Linked DNA regions of Arabidopsis thaliana: region 1 is linked to region 2. The links are chromatin contacts, called in public ChIA-PET maps. All regions are on one chromosome and are shown on one strand. The core of a region is the stretch at or near the end of the contact, and the rest is flanking DNA. Distances in the headings are between cores, read along the strand shown.

Evidence for each region. ChIA-PET counts read pairs in DNA pulled down with a chosen protein or histone mark.
Region 1: an H3K4me3 ChIA-PET map of shoot shows a contact between it and region 2, with 11 read pairs. The contact joins the promoter of SPL2 here to the promoter of AT5G43140 in region 2. A contact is called at or near these places in 1 of 26 Hi-C or Micro-C datasets (leaf) and 1 of 2 datasets of contacts at active chromatin or transcription factors (shoot).

Annotation. Positions count from the first base shown.
Region 1 is chr5:17,361,667-17,365,623 of TAIR10.1, reverse strand. It overlaps SPL2 (squamosa promoter binding protein-like 2), which reads left to right and starts at 1,744. Exons shown (of 5, transcript NM_123693.6): 1 at 1,744-1,969; 2 at 3,461-3,957. The coding sequence starts at 3,481.
Region 2 is chr5:17,319,790-17,324,334 of TAIR10.1, reverse strand. It overlaps AT5G43140 (Peroxisomal membrane 22 kDa (Mpv17/PMP22) family protein), which reads right to left and starts at 2,940. Exons shown (of 4, transcript NM_123680.4): 1 at 2,436-2,940; 2 at 1,528-1,756; 3 at 1,282-1,406; 4 at 883-1,191. The coding sequence starts at 2,765. The coding sequence ends at 1,111. TAF4 (TBP-associated factor 4) reads left to right here and starts at 3,104. Exons shown (of 15, transcript NM_123679.4): 1 at 3,104-3,229; 2 at 3,330-3,435; 3 at 4,206-4,545. The coding sequence starts at 3,191.

The DNA.
Region 1 (3,957 bases), core at 495-2,994, 42 kb before region 2:
TTTCAATATAATATGTATGAAATTGAATATAAATATTTCAAATTATGACCTGTTACTCAGTAGAAAGTTTTCTTAAATCTATTTTTCACCCGTTATAATATTTTTTCATGTATTGAACAATTTATATTCGTTTTTAAAAATTCAAATTATGGCATATGCGAAAAAGTCTAATTCTTTTTTTATAATGATGATTTTATTTTTTCGAAAAAATAGAATCATATAAAGATGAGAAGTGAACTATACTAATTAATAAAAAATTAATATGATAATTTAGATATCAAATCTAATTTGTTGATTTTAATTGGTTACTTTTTCGGAAATTAATAATGTATTTCGTTTTTCTAATTAAATTAAATTAATTGAAATTTATACATCAAATCTTATATGTTGATTTTGATTGGTTATTATTTTTGGAAATTAATAATGTATTTTATTTTTTAATTAAATTTAATTAATTAAATTAGTATTTGACTTTTTAATCCTTAAAGAGATAAATTAATTTACTCTTTAATTTTTTGTTTTTAATGGCATACCTATGTAATTACTTACAAAAATTAAGGTTACATTTAAAATGTACTTCCCAAATAATATAGTAGGATTTTTCTTTTTTCAATTTAGTAGCAGAAATCTTTCCACCAATTTAACACAAAATCCTCTCCCTTCTCTATATGTCCATGATCATGTCCACCATTGACACCCTATAACTAATTTCGGGATGTAAGAAAATTGAGTTAAAATAAAAAAAAAAAGTTATGTTTAAATTCATATATTCTTTTACAAATATTAGGATGCATAGGTTGTAATAACCTAACAGAAATATCTCACTTGAACCATGCATCTGATTTACAGTGAGTGCACTGGTAGAACTGCTATGAATGTTTAGGAACGTTTAAGTTCAAAACCGGTTGGAACCGCATAACTCAATATCCTAACAAGAAACTTAACTCCAACGCTTAAAAAGTAATTTATGCGATCTAAGATAGGTGTTTAGAGGTTAAACAACTTCTTATACTGCTTTTTAAAGTATTGAAAGAATTATCTATTATAGTTGTCTATATATAACAATATATTGGTAATTATAACAAAATAATAATGTATTTTTTTCTGTAAACTTTTTCATTTCTCAAATACAATGTTTTGTTATTCAAAAATTAGAACCTGGAAAATCGAAAATTCTGTTAGGTAAATTGAATCATTTTTCTTTAAAAATCAAAGCCAAAAGATGTGAGAGGAAGCAAAAAGAAGTACTATTATCTTATTTATTTAAAGAAGAAAGAAGAGAGACAAGAAAATGGAAAAAAAAAAAATTATATACCAAAATAAATATATCATAGTTGTGTATATTATATAGAAGATCATATGACCAATTTAAAACATATGACCACACCCTTAATTTAAAATATTTGCCATTGGATCTAATTTTTCAATAATATAATTGAGCCATACCTGCTGAACGGTTGTCCTCCAGCACAATGATAACTCCAACCAACTTTTCATTTTTGTGATAAATACTATAAAATTAACTTATCTAAATCAGTTTAAGAACTTGCTCTTAAGCTACGAGCTTGTATTAAATTAAACTAAAACATATACTAAAGCATGGGTTGTCTTGATTTTGACGCTATTTGATCTTACGAAAATCCACTTTTTTCATATTTTAACTCTTCATATTCAATTTTTTTTTTTTTCTTTTTGTTTTAATTTATAATATTTTCTTATAAATAATAAATATTTGCTTTTTCCTCGGTAATGAAATGAATCGTCCAAAAAAGTGGAAGCTGATGAAAGTAGTTTGACCCCTCCACATCTCCCAACTTGGTACTTAGCGTCGCACACACCACATGCTCTCTCTCTCTCTCTCTCTCTCTCTCTCTTTCTTCTCCTTTCTCTTTGTATCTCTTCTCTCTTATGCTAAGCCAAAAATGGAAGCTTTACTCTATTGAAGACGAGATCCTTCTCTAATTTACAGGTACCCATCTTTTATTTCTGAATAATAGATTTTGGTTCTTGCAAATCTTATAGCTTAAAGTTGAGATTTTTGGTATTTACTTAGCAACAAAAAAAGTTTGTGATAATATTACCATAAATGGTGAGACATCCATTTGCGGCTGAGATTTTGCTACTTTACTCTTTTCTCTCTCTCTATTTCCATTTGTATTGTCACTCACTCACATACAAAAATAACATCATAATCAGAGATAATGAGTAAAAGTGAAAGAAACCCTAATACCAACTTACTCTACAAGGTTAAAACAAATGTTGCTCTTTTTCATTAGTCCTATGGATCTTATTCCCAAAATAAAAGATGAAAACTTTAGTGGGTTTGGTTCATCATCTCTTTTGGGTTTTTGTAAATTACTGATTTTGGTAGATGTGTTAGGCAAAAAGTAGAGAGAAATGTTACGGAATGTAATATTAAAGGGATGATTTTGACAGATGAGAAGTTTAATCTTACATCTGTAAACAGCTTTTGATAATGAAATGGTGTGAAGAGAGGGTCCTACTTTCTTGAAGGGTTTTGCCCCCACAATCTCTAATGAATGTGAATTATTGGTGAGCCAAAAAAAAAGTTTTCTGATGAAAGAATGAGAGAGGGTATCTTTTTTGTTGGTCTTGCTATAAATGTGGATGAAAATTGTGATTGAAACTTACTCGTAAACTTAAAAAAAAAAAAAAAAAAACAGAACAATTTCTTCTTCCTCTGGGATCCATAAGTTTTGAGGTATGTTGTTGCTGATTTTGTCCTTTTATGTCTGCAAATAACAGAGAAGATAAATGAGGATTTTCTCCTAGGTTGAAGTTTTATGTGAGTACTTTTATTACCCTTAACTTTGCTTGTAGAAAACTATGGTTCTGTTAGTGAATAGTGGAAGAGAGAAAGCTTCTTAGAGATCTGTTTTTGGTAACTTTTATGAAAATTATATGGTTATTTATTGATCAGAAAGCAAATCTCTCCTTTATGTCTTCAAAAACAAAAGGATGAAGAGTATAGAGATTTGAGCAAATTACAGAACCTAGAGTGAAGAGTAGATTTGGCATGAATAAGCAGAGGGTTTTAATATAGGGAACACATGATAGTTTCTCTCAGACACTTTAATATGCAACCTTACATGCCTATTCATGCCAAAACGCTTTGCTTCATGACTAAGCACAATTTTGCCTTTTTTCTTGAGAGATCATTTTTGCTCTGGTTTTAGTTTGGCCTTGAGATATCATTGTCTGGTTTCTAGCAGAGTTATAGAAGGAGAACAGATTTAATTTTGTAGATTGTCATTAGCATCTATAAGACTGAAATATATATGCTCTTTCATACATAAGTAGCTTTCTAACAAATATCCATTTTCGGTTCTTCATATGTTTGATAGTTTACATAGAAAAACATTTTGATCTTTTCTCTATTTTCTTGTAAGCAAAAGTTCAAGTTTTGATTTACTCTGTGTGATATTTGAATGTTTTTCAGATTTTGGTGGTCAGTGTCTGATGGAGTGTAATGCAAAGCCACCGTTTCAATGGGAATTGGAAAACTTGATATCTTTTGGCACTTCTACAGCTGAAGTTCCTAGAAAGCTAAAACCAATGGAGTGGGAAATTGATGGATTTGATTGCACCTCTCTGTATTCTTCAAGCTTTGCCTATGCTGGTAGTTCAGGTTCTGATATAGCTCATGCTTTCTCTAAAAGCTCAAAGTCAACTTCCATTAGCTCTTCATCAGCTGAAGTAAGAACACACAATTTTACATCCGAAACTGGTGAAAGTCTTCCTGGAGAATTTGCAAAGGGGATTGATACTTCTCCAAGTCTTGAACTTTCTTTTGGCTCTGGTGATCCGGTTCTCGGTTTAAAGCTTGGTAAACGAACGTACTTTGAAGACTTTTGGGAAGTGGAGAATGCTAAAGGTTTGGGACTTCCAGTGACTCTGGCTTCATCTTCTGTTTCTCCCGTGAAGAAATCGAAATCC
Region 2 (4,545 bases), core at 1,691-4,190:
ATTTTATGACAAATAAAATAAATTATTCTACTTTTCTTCCCATTTTTTTTCATCTTCATATTATTTTTTCTAAAAAATACCAATCATATAAATGGAGATATTTTTGATATTAATTTAATTATCAGTCGAGTTATAATAGAAATGAGATTGAATTGAATTGGGATGATAAAATTTAGTTCAATTCAGAAAAACAAAAAAAATTGGTTCAATTTAAATTGGTTCGGTTCAATTATAATGGTAACAAAACAAAAAAAAAAAGAGTTTTCGACTTTCGATTTGTGAAGGAGGATAATAAAGGAAAATCACTTAGCTGCGTCTTCTCCCTTTCGGCATGCTGACGTCATACCAATTAGATTTGAGCCACGTATGATAAGATTCAGTATGGGTCCCAAATGTCGAGTGCCGTTGTATACGACGAACACTATTAAATTGTCGGTAGCTCCTAGTTGCCTCCACGTGTAGATTTCCTGATGGCTTTCATGAAATCAAATTGGGTTTTTATTCATTTTTTGTGGAAGAAAATACGGAAGACCAAACAGTATCATTTTTTTTTCTGACGGCAAATATCTCGTGCCAATTGTTATTTTCTTAAAAGTATAGTAGGACAAAAGTGTAAGGGCAATTATATATACTTAGGACGATAAATAGTGTTTTATTTTGGCCACAATGTGACAATGGAAGAATGATGTTATATGATTCAAGGAGGCAATATGACCTAAAACGTGGCCTAAGTTTGGTTTCATTTGTGAATTATGTGGTTAACCTCATACTAGTTTTACCTACCCTAATTTATTTTTGGCATTAATTTAAATAAACAAAAATAAACCAAATTATTTTTTTAGTCAAAATGTTACAAGAAAGTAACAAAAAGTAAAAGAAGATGGTGAAGCAAGTTTTCGCAGTAAAACGCGATGGAACTTTGAGACTTCCTGATAAATATATGCTTAGATGATCAAAATTCATACATGTTTATGTCCATATCTATGCGATACTTTTGCTGCATTGTAGACACCAAAAAAACAAAAAAAATCTACTAGTACTGATGGTTGGTTCAATTGAATAAAAAGAATGCGATTGCGTGTGACCCAGAACACTCATACTTGTCATTGTTCAGCTGTCAGCTTTCGTCTGGTTTGCCATATATGTCAAATAGATTGTCCATATATATGCGCACGAGCTATTCATCAGTGGCTGCAACCAGAAGATTACAAGTTGAAGTTAAGAAGTGTCTTCAAACATCCCAAACAATAGAGAAAGTAATAAGATAGATATTTGGTTTACCTGTAGATGAACTGGCACATACTTGAATGTAACAAAATCACAGACCGGCCAATACATAAGTCCATTTTTCAATGTTGGCAGAAGATCTCTCTTCAATCTCGCCACAATTTCCTCAGAATTTTCGCCTTAAAAAGGACCAACAACGTGCCAGAACCAATCTCATAATGAGCACCATAAATTTACAGGCAGAGAAACCGTAAAAAGCTAAATCCGTTCAATCCATAGAGGTTTGATTATGTTATGTACCTTGTAAAGCAGCATTGTAGGAATAGAAGACTGTGTTGCTAACAGGTCCGAAAAGAACCTGCCCCATCATTATTTTCTTAAAGGTTGTCAACACGTCGCGCTTTGGCAATATCTTCGAAAGATAACTGAACCACAGATGCTGAGACGGCCCGAGAAATATCAACCCAAAGCTCGCCATTCTCGCTGTTCTTATCAAGTCAAAAGAACCAGTTGGCTCCATTGTGATCATCTGTTGAAGAATTTAGAGAGTCAACACAAATAAAACAAAACAAAAGGTTCTCTAGTTTCGCTCTAACATATTACTGGGGGAAGAGCACCACAACATGATCATAAAAAGACTCAAAAGAGAAATCCACTAATGACAAGAAGAAAAACAGAGTTTACAAGAACCCCAACACACACACCTAAAGCTTTTTTCACCTTAGCAATAAGTATTCACAAGAGATAATAACAAGAAGATTAGACTATTCGGATTGGAGTGTGAGTTTTCTGAGTAATCAAACCAATACTAAATTCATCCATTATTCAGTACAGAAAGACTTCAAATTCACAAGAGTACAATATACAGATTCAGTAAACACTGTAAGTACAGTCTCACACATCAAAGAACAACAGTTGAGAACACAGACTAAACCAAAAATATGAGAATAACAATTCATTAAAAAACACCAACTTTTAGTGCTATCTCCACCTATTCTTTACTAAAGTATTATAACTTCTTCCACTAGTAAGATTATGATCTAGTTTCAAATCAAATTTGGAATTGTCTTGGTATAATAACAAATGAAGATTAGTCTTTTCTTCCTAAATCAAGAGATAAAATTCAAAACTTTAACAAAATTCTCTAATTAGTAATGAAATGAGAAAGAACCCTAAATTCCAAAAACTACAAAGATTCAAAAAAAAACCTGAGAAGTGAGATCTGCAGCCATATAGATGACAGAAGTAGTGATACTCTTAGTCATAAAAGGATGTGATTCGAGCTTTCTCAAATACCATCGTAGAAACGCAGGTTGTTTCGAAGAAGAAGACGAAGCCTTCGTCGTTAGATTTCGCGACACGGAGAAAACACGAGGGATTACGAAATTCCCAGTTTTGCGTAGCTCGTGAATCGATCGGCCGGAGAATCCGAGAATCGGTTTCCGACCGGTGAACACTGTTTTCAAGAGAGCATTGTTGATCCCGTGAAGAGAGCGACGATCGGAGAAGAAACGTTTGCTCAATCCAACGATATTCATCTTCTTTTTTCGCCGATGCTTCGTTAATGGCGGCAGCTTACACTGTACTTTTGATGTATCTCTCTCTCTGTACCAGAACTTTTAGTCTCAATACACGCAAACAACAAACAGTGCTTAACCAAAACCAATAAACGACATAAAGTTTGATATATCTCTCCACGCAATAAAGCAAACGACAGCGTTTTTCGTATTCCATTAAACGTCATGCAGTTTTTAAAAGAACACCAATAAACAACATGAGGTTACTCATCCATAACAAACGGTATCGTTTTTTTTCGATCAAAATTAAAAACGACATACAGTGCTAAAACAAAGCTAATAAACGACATGAGGTTAGTTTAGGACTAATCTTATAACATCTGTTTCCTATTAATTCATCTACGCCGAGAGCTCTCTTTCTCTCTTTGCCTTCCCCAGCTATTTCAATGGATCCTTCAATTTTCAAGCTCCTTGAAGAAGATGAGGTTAGGTTTCTAATCTCACTCGTTTCAAAATCCAATTTTGTGTGATGTATCTGGAATCGTCTTCGTGGTTTTTGATTCCGGTCGAATTGTATTATTTTAGGATGAATCGATGCATTCAGGAGCTGACGTAGACGCGTTCCAAGCTGCTCTGAATCGTGATATTGAAGGTTCTATGACAACTTCAATACCCCACGTGACAAACCCAGGTTTGGTTTCTCTACAAATTCGCTCTTAAATTTTATGTCTGAGATTTTAATTTTTGTGGTACTATTAGTTAATATAAAGATAGTATCTTTTGGTTTTATCTTGGATTGGCTGCTTTGGGAAGCTTTGACATGTTAGCAAAGTTGTGCTTGTTTTTAATATATACAGTTTTCTCAGATAGGTTATTACTCTTGGAACATGGATAACTTAAGAAGATGCCTTGGTTAGGCTATATTGTAAACCTTGCTAATCTAGTGACATGTTTGGAAGTTTCAGTCCTGTATTAAAGCAATAGTTAAGGTCATGAAATATTAGTTTGTTAGGGTTTCTGTATGTTAATATCGGGATAAGCTTTGTCATTGCCAATATAGCCTGTACTAGTTGATTGTTGAGTCATTAAAATTGATCAGTGTGATGGGATTTATTAGCCAGGGTAGACATAGGTTGGTGATGCTGATACTATTTTAGTGTTAGGCTTTGTTCTTGGTTCACTGCAATCTTGACGATGATTACGTGTCTCCTTAAATCATTATTTTCTGTCTCTGGTGCTGGAAGTGATCTCTTTCCTCTGACTACACCATTAAATATTGAAATACAAATAGGTTGTGATTTGTGGATAGGTGTATGAGAGCTACTGAGTATGCATTTTGTGTGCATAATCTGCTACAACAAAATCCTGTCTTTTGTCCTTTTTTGGGTATTATATGATTTTTCCTCCAGTTTAACTTGTGATTTGAGTATCATCAACCAATTGCTTCTATTATTTTTATAGGAAACAACCATTCTTCCAGGCAGCAGTTTTCGACATGGAAGAATGGTATTGGAGATTCTAATATCAATGTCCAGACTCAGCATAGCCTTGAAAGTACTCAGATGAAGGAGCAAGAAGGATCGACTTTAGAAAATCAACATCAACATGATTTGAAACGCGCAAATGAACCTCATTTACAACACAACCAGCCTCAAGACCTTCATCGAGCTGGTCAACTCTGGGAGAATCCCTCGCAGGTCCCCCAATCAACTGGGTTACCGATTAGTGAAAAGAATCCTACTGGTAATGAATCAGATAGATCCCATAATCAAGAGAGTGAATCTCAGTATATGAAACTGCA